Linked DNA regions of Mus musculus: region 1 is linked to region 2. Evidence: chromatin contacts called from public HiChIP or PLAC-seq data. All regions are on one chromosome and are shown on one strand. Each heading gives the region's core, a stretch centred on a gene start, on an enhancer-like site or on the middle of the called end of the contact. The rest is flanking DNA. Distances are from core to core; before and after follow the strand shown. Region 1 holds the start of Ugt1a7c (UDP glucuronosyltransferase 1 family, polypeptide A7C). Region 2 overlaps Dgkd (diacylglycerol kinase, delta).

Evidence for each region. HiChIP or PLAC-seq counts read pairs in DNA pulled down with a chosen protein or histone mark.
Region 1: a contact with region 2 is called in an H3K27ac HiChIP or PLAC-seq map of microglia, with 4 times the contacts expected there. The contact joins the promoter of Ugt1a7c here to the enhancer-like site in region 2. A contact is called at or near these places in 2 of 39 promoter capture datasets (macrophages and neutrophils), 2 of 115 datasets of contacts at active chromatin or transcription factors (acute myeloid leukemia and microglia) and 3 of 9 other capture datasets (adipose tissue, macrophages and pancreatic islet).

What each region holds. Positions count from the first base shown.
Region 1 is chr1:88,092,380-88,096,904 of GRCm38.p6, forward strand. Ugt1a7c (UDP glucuronosyltransferase 1 family, polypeptide A7C) reads left to right here and starts at 2,622. Exons shown (of 5, transcript NM_201642.4): 1 at 2,622-3,599. The coding sequence starts at 2,742. The region is part of intron 1 of Ugt1a10 (UDP glycosyltransferase 1 family, polypeptide A10); the gene reads left to right. The region is part of intron 1 of Ugt1a9 (UDP glucuronosyltransferase 1 family, polypeptide A9); the gene reads left to right. The region is part of intron 1 of Ugt1a8 (UDP glucuronosyltransferase 1 family, polypeptide A8); the gene reads left to right.
Region 2 is chr1:87,877,610-87,882,589 of GRCm38.p6, forward strand. It overlaps Dgkd (diacylglycerol kinase, delta), which reads left to right. Exons shown (of 30, transcript NM_177646.3): 2 at 2,759-2,869; 3 at 4,250-4,330. Among named protein-coding and RNA genes, the nearest start is that of Gm19582, 26 kb to the left of the region's middle. Within about 2 kb of position 2,317, at least 145 of the 459 cell types and tissues checked have an H3K27ac peak or open chromatin away from gene starts, as enhancers often do. A contact at or near this core is called in adipose tissue and microglia, where this site is marked.

The sequences.
Region 1 (4,525 bases), core at 1,372-3,871, 220 kb after region 2:
CATTATGGTACAAATTATTTTGGAATATGTGCCCCTGCCCTGGCTGGTTGGATCAATTTGCTATCAGTTGGAGTTACCTGAGAAAAGGGAACCACCACTGAGAAATGACTTCCCTAAGACTGGCCTTAGGCAAGCCTGTGCTGCATTTTCTTCACTGGTGACCAGTCAGGCAGGGCCCAGGCCATGGGAGGTGTGGTTCTGGGTTGTAGCAGGAAGGAGGCTGAAGAAGCCATGAGGATCAAGCCAGTTAAGAGCATTCATCCTTGGCTTCTGCTGCAGTTATGGCCTCCAGATTCCTGGCTGGATTTCCCACCCTATCTACCTTTACAGATACTGTACCCTGAGAGTGGAAAGCTAAAACAAAACAAAACAAAACAAAACAAAACAAAACAAAACAAAACAAAACAAAACCCTTTCCTTGCCAAGTTGCTTTTGGTCATGGTCTTTTGTCACAGCCACAGAAGCCCTAACTAAGGCAGCCTAAAGACTTTAGAATGAGCGGCTGCTTTGAGTTCTTTTATTTAGGATTCAGGTGAATTCAGGTCCACCACTCCTTTTCTTTCTCTGGATATGTTTTACAACAGCAAACCTGTACACTTTAATTCTTACTAATTTATGACTAGCATTTTAAAAGACTTTGTTTATCTTTAAAACAATAATAGAATAGAACAGAAAGATGCTTACTTGGAATCATTTGTGTAAAATGTATATAACACTTTATCAAGTAAAATACATGCATTCATTAACAACATAGTTTTCGAAACTTGTCAGAATGAAAAATATGTTTAATATTAAAATAGTTGGTATAACAACAAACTATACATATCGTCATAATCACTGAAAATAATTCATGGGGCTGGAGATGTGATTCAGTAGTTGAGAATAACACTCACTTCTCAGAAGAACCCAGATTTAATTCCCAGCAACCACCTCGAAACTTGTAAAGTAACTCCAGGCCCACAGATTTCTTCTGGTCTCTATGGACACTGCATGCATGCGGTGCACATACATATGTGGAGGCAAAACACACACACACACACACATAAATAAATAATACCTAAAAATCTACAAAATACTCTGTGATATACCCAACTTTGAAAATTTTAAATAAATGTTATTAATTTAAAATCCATGTAAATATGCCAAGGGTGACTGGTGGTGCATGCTTTTCATCCCGGCACTCATGAGGCTGAGTGTGCTGGATATCTGAGTTCAACATCAGCCTGGTCTACAGAGGGAGTTCCACGGTAGCCAGGGCTATACAGAGAAACCCTGTCCCAAACAAGCAAAGCAAAGCAAAACAAAACAAAACAAAACAAAACAAACAAACAAACAACAAATAAAAAACCCCAAAACCAAAATTCAAAACAAAAACCAAAACCTTGCAGATAAATCAAAACATCACATAGTGAAGTTAACCAGACCCAGTGTCTATGCAGCTCAAGGGTCTTCTGTCTACTTAGAGCAACTCTTCTGAACCATGCTGTGCTGAGAGTCAAAGGCTTTGTTGTAGGTGAGTATTTGTCTCACATTCTTGTGTATTTGGTGAATGAGAGATTTCCAACCAATTGATGGGAAAGGGAGACAGTGGTATTTCTGAATATTAGCAACTCCAGTGTCAGGACTTTCAAATTCAAGTGTTGTTCTCCTGTCCTGGCAAAATCAGGCAGGAGATGGGGGTGGTTACAAAATGCAAGCAGAACCCACAAGATGTCGTGCCCAGCACCAGGAAGAGTACACTAAACAGAAGTAAAAATAGCTTCAGAGAGGATGTGGAGGCCAGGCAGTAATGGAGGCCTGGAGGGAAATTAAAATGCTACCGCCCCGTGTAGAGGTGTCTAATAGTTTCTTAGCAGTGAGCACCAGAACTTCCTCCTGAGCTAGCAGCCTTAATCCCAGTTGAAGGACTTGAGATCAATTCCTGAGAGGACCCAGCATGTGGTGCTGATGGCAGCACTGTTCAAAGTAGCCACAAGGTGGAAGCAACCCTGCAGATGCTGCAGTGCCATGGGAGACAGAGCCATTGCTCTGTGGAGAAGGTCCCTGGGCTACTGAGGGGCATCACCGGAGAGCTCTCTCTGCTTCTTCATAGAGAATGTCTGCCTATGGCTTCCAGTGACTCAGAGGGGATTTTGTAAGGAGGTTGATGTCACCTTCCTTCCCGTCCCTGGATTGGTCTGTGAAGATGGTTGTCAGCCTAGCGTCAGCAAGGCACATGAAAGTGTTTGAAAATGGAACAAGAATCCCACTGTGTGCACAGAGACAGCAGCCCTGCTCTCTGGCAGAGTTGATTCTCTGTCTCTTGGGAGGACAGGCTCTAGAACTTCCCCTTTTGCCTTGGAAGCAGAGGCAGAATATCTCTTTGAAACAGAGTCAGTCAGGTCACCTAAAAATGTGTTCAGATTTTGCTTTGAGATCAATCCTAGAAATGTAAGCTGCTTTGAAACTTGCTTCCTTTTGTATAAGCATTTGGACTCCTTAGGGTTTAGTGTATTTCCTCATAACTATTTCTAAGCTCACATTGTGTGATTCTACCCCCCAAAAAGGGTCAGAAGGTCTTCTCCTCAGGAAACAAGCATGTTCCTTAATCATGCTTGCTCATTTTTTACTGTTCTCCTCAGTAAATCATTCTCCTAAACGGCTGTGAGCACACACCCTCCTGCGTAGATTTCTCTCTGGCTCACACTTCCTCTTCAGTGCTGAGTCTCAGCAGCTGGATTGCCTTAGGCTGCACTTCTGCCATGGCTCCTGCAGACTTTCCAGCCTCCCTTCCTCTCTGTGTGTGCCTGCTGCTGGCCTCTGGCTTGGCCCAGGCAGGCAGGCTGCTGGTGGTGCCCATGGATGGGAGCCACTGGTTTACGATGCAGACGGTTGTGGAGAAACTCCTTCACAAAGGCCATGAGGTCGTAGTGGTTGTTCCGGAGGTGAGTTGGCAGCTGACGAAACCATTGAATTTTGTAGTGAAAACATATGCAGTTTCTCATACGCAGGAGGATTTAAACCGGGAGTTCAAGATTTTTATTGATGCACAATGGAAAAGTCAGCAGGAGGGAGGAATACTTCCTCTGCTTGATTCTCCAGCCAAAGGTTTCTTCGAATTACTGTTTTCACACTGTAGGAGTTTGTTTAACGACAAGAAGTTAGTGGAATACTTGAAGCAGACTTCTTTTGATGCTGTGTTTCTGGATCCTTTCGATGTGTGCGGCTTAACTGTAGCCAAGTACTTTTCTCTCCCATCCGTGGTCTTCAGCAGAGGAATATTTTGTCATTATCTTGAAGATGCTGCCCAGTGCCCCAGTCCTCCTTCTTATATCCCCAGAATGCTCTTAAAATTCACAGACACCATGACTTTCAAGGAAAGAACTCGGAACCTTTTGGCCTACATGGGGGAGCGTGCATTTTGTCATAAGTTTTTCAAAAGTGCTGCAGATATTGCCTCTGAAGTTCTCCAGACCCCAGTGACTATGACAGACCTCTTCAGCCCAGTGTCCATTTGGTTGTTACGCACAGACTTTGTCTTGGAGTTCCCCAGACCTGTGATGCCCAATGTGATCTACATTGGTGGAATCAACTGCCACCAGGGAAAGCCACTTTCCAAGGTACACCATCTTCCCTTTAGCACATGATGAGGTAGACTTTGGATGATGAAGTTATTCCTTGCTGGACTGTGGTTTGGCATGTATGTTCTTCTTTTTCAGTTCTTTTGATGGATTACTTTTAACCATTCACACTTAACTGTGCGTTTGTACAGCTGATAAATCTTGCTTATGGATGTGTGTACCGTTGACATTCTTATTTATTTATTTATTTATTTATTTTTTTATTTTTTTTGGTTTTTAGAGACAGGGTTTCTCTGTATAGCCCTGGCTGTCCTGGAGCTCACTTTGTAGACCAGGCTGGCCTCCAACTCAGAAATTCGCCTGCCTCTGTGCTTTTATCCCGTGTGCTGGGATTAAAGGCATGCGCCACCATTTATAATCTCATTTATAATCACCAGCCTGCATTGCTTTTGACAAAAGAGTAAGAGACACAGTAAGAAATGAAGGGTCACTTAGCTTATTCCTGTCCTCTCCCTCTTTCTGTGGAGCTGCTTCAGTCTCTGACATCTGTTTCCTTAGCCAGCTGGGCCATTTGCATTTCCTCCATGGGAAATTTCACTCACATCTTTAACCAAAGTTAGCAACGACTCTGTCTCATTTGGGGATAGTAACACTCAGACTTTCATGTATGTGCTGCATGATTTTTAGGGCTTTTTGTTTGTTTGTTCCTTGTTGATTCTTTTCTGGCTGTTTTCTTTTGATCTGCATGGTTTTTATTTGTAGGAGTCTAAATTAGTTAATTTTCCCTTTTGCTGTGAATGGTAAATTTTTCTTAAAATATTTTAGATTTCACCATGATTGGCTTTCTCTAAATCTCAAATATCTGAATGGTTTCATCACTTATGCTGTGTGGGTGTTTAAATTCCTGTAATGGTGATTATATTTTATGTTCACTTTTTTTTTACATTTTCAAACAGAATAGAATT
Region 2 (4,980 bases), core at 1,067-3,566:
CTGACCTCCTTAAATATTTCTGCAGAGAGACCTTGCACATACACACCTGTACCCTATGCCCTCACACCCTATTGTATACCTCTTTGCTCTGCGGCCTGAACTGTTGTCCGCGCTATTGCCTGCTCTATGTCTGTGTTTGAAGAAGAGAGGCAGGAAAGAGAATACATTGCTGAATCCCCTCCCTGTGCCTGTCCCTGACTCTCGCTGCCTCTCTGGTGGGGAGGGTCTGCCCGGCAAGCAGCATTTTCTTCTGGTGCCTCTTGCAGGCTTCCTTTGCAAAATCTAGCATGTGGTTTCAGGGTGCAGTTTTCTTGACCACTTTTAAAAGTTAATTGTCTTAGACCGAGTTTTTAAAAATATCCTGTAGCATATCTGTAGTACTCAGAGTGCGAATCAGAAGACAAATGCTGTTTCTGAGAAAGCTTCAAAGAAATAACTGGTTTTTATCTTTCTCCATCCTTTTCCGCTGCAAACCCACCAGGGTCTCCTTCTGAGCATGCTTGTTCTATAAATAGAACAGCAGGTCTCTTTGGGCAGCCCAGGCTTGCAGGCTCTGGTCTACTTACTGAAACATATTTTTGTGACTGTGTGTGCTTGTCTGTGTATATGGGTGATGGCGTAGATTGTGTTTTAATTTTGCTTTTTTTCCTCTTTTGTAAGAAAAACTAGCAGCAGATACAAAAATACTTTTGTATCTCTTCTTTAATGATAATTTGTAACTTTTCTGGGTTGACCTGTTGGTTTTGTGGCCTTATTTTTATTTTAAAATTTGTACTTAGGAAAGAAATGGAAGCAATTTCTTCCCCTTCCAAGGTAAGGAAGCTGAGTTGGGGTGAGGAGGGCTCTAAGTGAGTCCTTTAATGTCCACAGGAGAGGGTCTCTGTGTGTGCTTCAGGCATGCGTGGATGGTTATGTACAGATGTATTTAACAGGAATGCCATCCATGCAAGCTTGGAACTGGAAAGGGCACTCAGAATCAAAGCTGGTTCTAGCTCCTCCATACTGCAGATTGGATTGTGTCCTGGCCTTAGGTCCTTGTTTTGCTGTAGTGGCAGTAGCTGGATGTGCTTCTTCCTTGGTTTGTGGCATCATGCTATGTTTCCCTTGATATTTTTTAACTGCCTGGAAATAGGCTAAGTGGTGCTTTCAGAAGTAAGAGGTGAAGGTAAATTCTCAAGAGGGCAGCTGGTATAGTACCAGGTAGGATCCACAGAGTACATTCTAGTGAGCCTGTGAATAAATGTGAGCACGTGCACCCCGCCTGGCTGGTTAGAAGGTGCCTAAGGAAGATGCCTTGTGTCAGAAGGAGGAGAGGAAATCTCAGGCACCATATAATGGCCTGTGCTCTGCTGGTCTGTGGACCCCAAACCTGGTTTTGTGTGTTTAAGGAGTGAAGGAGCTGGGGTTTGGTTTAATATTTTTCTCTCTCTCTATCTTTCTTCCCTGAGATACAGGATGGTGGAAACTTAGTTATACAGTGTGCTGTCTTTTTATTTTGGCACGATTGGATGACCCAAGGTTTCTGTGTCTTGTTTACTCTGGTTTTATGTTAGGAAGTTTAAAGTATCCTTAAATGCCAGGTGGTGGTGGTGGTGCATGCTTTTAATCCCAGCACTTGGGAGGCAGAGACAGGTGGATTTTATGAGTTTCAGGGCAGTCTAGTGTACAGAGCAAGTTCCAAGACAGCCAGGGCTACACAGAAACCCTGTCCCGAAAAACCAAGAAAACCCCTGCCTCGAAAAACTTAAAAAAAAAATTCAGATGTCTAGGTGCTTCATACATACACTATTTCAAAAGTTGTTTACAGGGCAAAGCTGTATAACTGTAGTATAAGGAAAGTGCTGAATATGGAGTTGAGTTCTTATTCTTCTGGACATTATTTATTGTTGTTATTTTTTTTTTTTTTTCTTTGCAGTGCTGGGGATGGAACCCTGGGCCTTGAGTGTGCTAGACAAACATTCTATACTGAGCTATACCAGGCCTGTTATTAGTGTTGACTGCATTGCTGACTCTGAGTGGTTCAGGGCATCTTGCCATTCCTTGAGTGTTTGATTTTCATGTAGTAAGTTAGGATCAGTGTTCACTGGGAGCCAAGTACATGGGACCATGCTCTGACTTGCTGTTATCTGAGCAGGGGAAGTTCTCTAGGGAGAAGGGAATATTTCCTGTAGTATAATGGGCTTGTCAGTATCATGGGGGTGGGGGAGTGGGGAATAGAGAGGACAGAGATGAGTGTCAGATGCCTATGTTGACCTCAGAACCATGCACAGGGCTGAGTAGAACACAGGCCTAGAGCCACACTGAAACTCAGAGCAGTGAACGTGAACAGTTTTGGCAACAAGATCCTGAGAAATGGCAGGAGGCCAGAGAACACGAAGGCAGGGCCAAGAATAGCTGAAAATTACCAAATGCTGAAGCTGGAGAATGCACTGGTCTTTGTTGTCCCCCAGCTGCTACTTCCTGGAGTCCCTCGAACCTCAGTTTCTCCTTTGCTAATCTGTTGGGCATAGTTAGGAAACACCTTGAGTCTCTAAGGCCTGTTCTGTTAGAGAAATGGTATACCCCTTGCTTCTCCCTTGGCAGCACAGTGCTTATATGGCCAGTGTTGAGGTCAAGGTCTGTGAGAGAACAAGAACTGTTCTTCTGGTAGGCTGCTTGGCCCCTTAGGGGCACAACCTTGTTCATCAGTCACAACAGGCTGTTTCAGGGCAATGGGCACCTCAGAAATGCAGCTCACAGTGTGCTTTTGTGCTTTCAGACCATCCTCAAAGAAGGCATGCTGACCAAACAGAACAACTCGTTCCAGCGATCCAAGAGGAGGTACTTTAAGCTTCGAGGGCGAACACTTTACTATGCTAAAACTGCAAAGGTGAGGCACTGTTAGAGGACCTCCTCAGGAGCCTCATTAGGAGCTCAGTACTCATGCACAGGATAAATACTTGCATACCAGTTATTTCCTGGTAGGGTTGTTTGTTGTTTGTTCGTCTGTTCGTTTTGGTCATGTTGGAATTGAACACAGAGCCTTGGATGTGGTATTCACAGTCTACCACTGAACTATAGCCCCATCTCATCTGGCTTGTAATAAATAGTAGGTGTCAGATTTTATTTGTCACTAAGCATGCTTTATTTTTCATAAAAATTATTTCTGTTCCTTTCCCCTTTCTCTGAAAATGGAAAAATGGTCACATAACTAACTCTATTACAGTTAGCTTCCTTTCAGAAAGATGGGAACCACAGGCTCGTGAATCTTTTTTATGGGCTAAGAGCTACTCTGGTCATCGGGCATCTTAGTGTGTGAACAAAAATATGTAGGTCTTTATCTCTAGGCTTCCCAGCTGCTGGCCCTGGGTGGTGAGTTCCTGCCCTGTTAAGACTCAAAGCTGGACTCCTTAGGCAGGTGTCAGAGGAGCAGCTGGGATGTTGCTGTCAACTTCAAACCCCAGTGTGCAGGCTGGAAGGCCTAACATGGCTCAGTGTTGGTGGCAGTTCTAATACTCGGGCAAAAAGAAAAGTCTGGAATGATAAGCATCCCTAGAGAGTTAGTGTGCTGAAATGAGGAATGGAGCAAGGCAGCATGGCTAGAAGGGTTCTCACCACAGCCATGGCTATTTTAGTCCTATTGGTGGGGGTGGGGAAGGTTTTCTTAGTTGTTAGTCTTTCTTTCAGGGATTCCAGATAGAGTCATCTTAGAATAGAGGGCACAGTGAAATAAACTGGAGGTAGGGGCTGTGGCTTGGACGTTAGTGGGGAGAGGAATAGAGGCAGCCCCTAGAACTGGCTGGACTCTGCAGGACTGAATTCCTCATGCTCTATTCCTTGGCTTTCTTTATGGTGGTATGGGTTATTCTCATGGGGTCTGTCTCTTGTCCCTATAGTATTTGTTTTAGTTGGAACTTTTTTCCAATTATTTTGCTGGAGAAACCCAAACCAGAGGGATCCTCTAACTCTGGATCCTGACTGGCTGTCTCATACCTAATCTGGAAGCACAAGAAAGAAAGGTCAGCATTGGTATACATACCCACTAATGAACTCTGGAGTGAAAGCCACAGACTACCTGTGATCCATGCTCTTTGGGAGAGGCAGGCAGACAGGTGGTTGCATGAATTTCGCATGGTGTATTGATCAGATGTTGAGGTTTCAAGGAACCTGAGCTTGTAGGTGTGGGTAGGGAGAATCTGGGCAGCACCACCAGTGCTTGGATGTGCTTGCCCTGGCTTGCCTGAAATCCTCTGTTTGCATCTCTCTCCAGTCGATTATATTTGATGAGGTAGACCTGACTGATGCCAGCGTAGCAGAATCCAGCACCAAAAATGTCAACAACAGTTTTACGGTAAGATTCTAAGCCACACCCTTATCCTTCTCCAAGGCTGCATTTCTTTCTCGTTGGAATGTGGCATGAAGTACTTCAGAGTTTCTCATCCCCTTCATGATGAATTTCTGGTAAATGTTGGATTTCATGCTGAAAGCAGTACTGTGGCTGGAGAATAATCAGAACATGGTAATGTAAGCACAAAGCAAGAAGGTCCAAATGAAATGTTTTTAATGTTGCTGCTTATACATTAACATTTTTGTACAGAAGCTTGGTTGCTTCTTTCTTTCTCTTTCCCTCTTTCTTTCCCTCTCTTTCCCTCTTTCTTTCCCTCTTTCTTTCCCTCTCTTTCCCTCTCTTTCCCCCTTTCCCTCTTTCTCTCTTTCTCTCTTTCTCTCCCTCTCCTTCCTTCTTTTTCTTTTTTTTTTTGTTTTTGAGGCAGGGTCACTCTATATAGTTCTGGTTTCCCTGGAACTAGCTGTTCCAGGCTGGTGTTTGAACTCACAGAGAACTGCCTGTCTCTGCTTCCCAAGTACTGGGATTAAAGATGTATAAAGGGTTACATCACCACACCTGGCTTATTTTTATGGTAATTTGGGAAAACCAGAAAAGCTTATATTAAGAGAATTGAAAAGCAACTATGATTCACTCTCTCACACATAGAATATTAG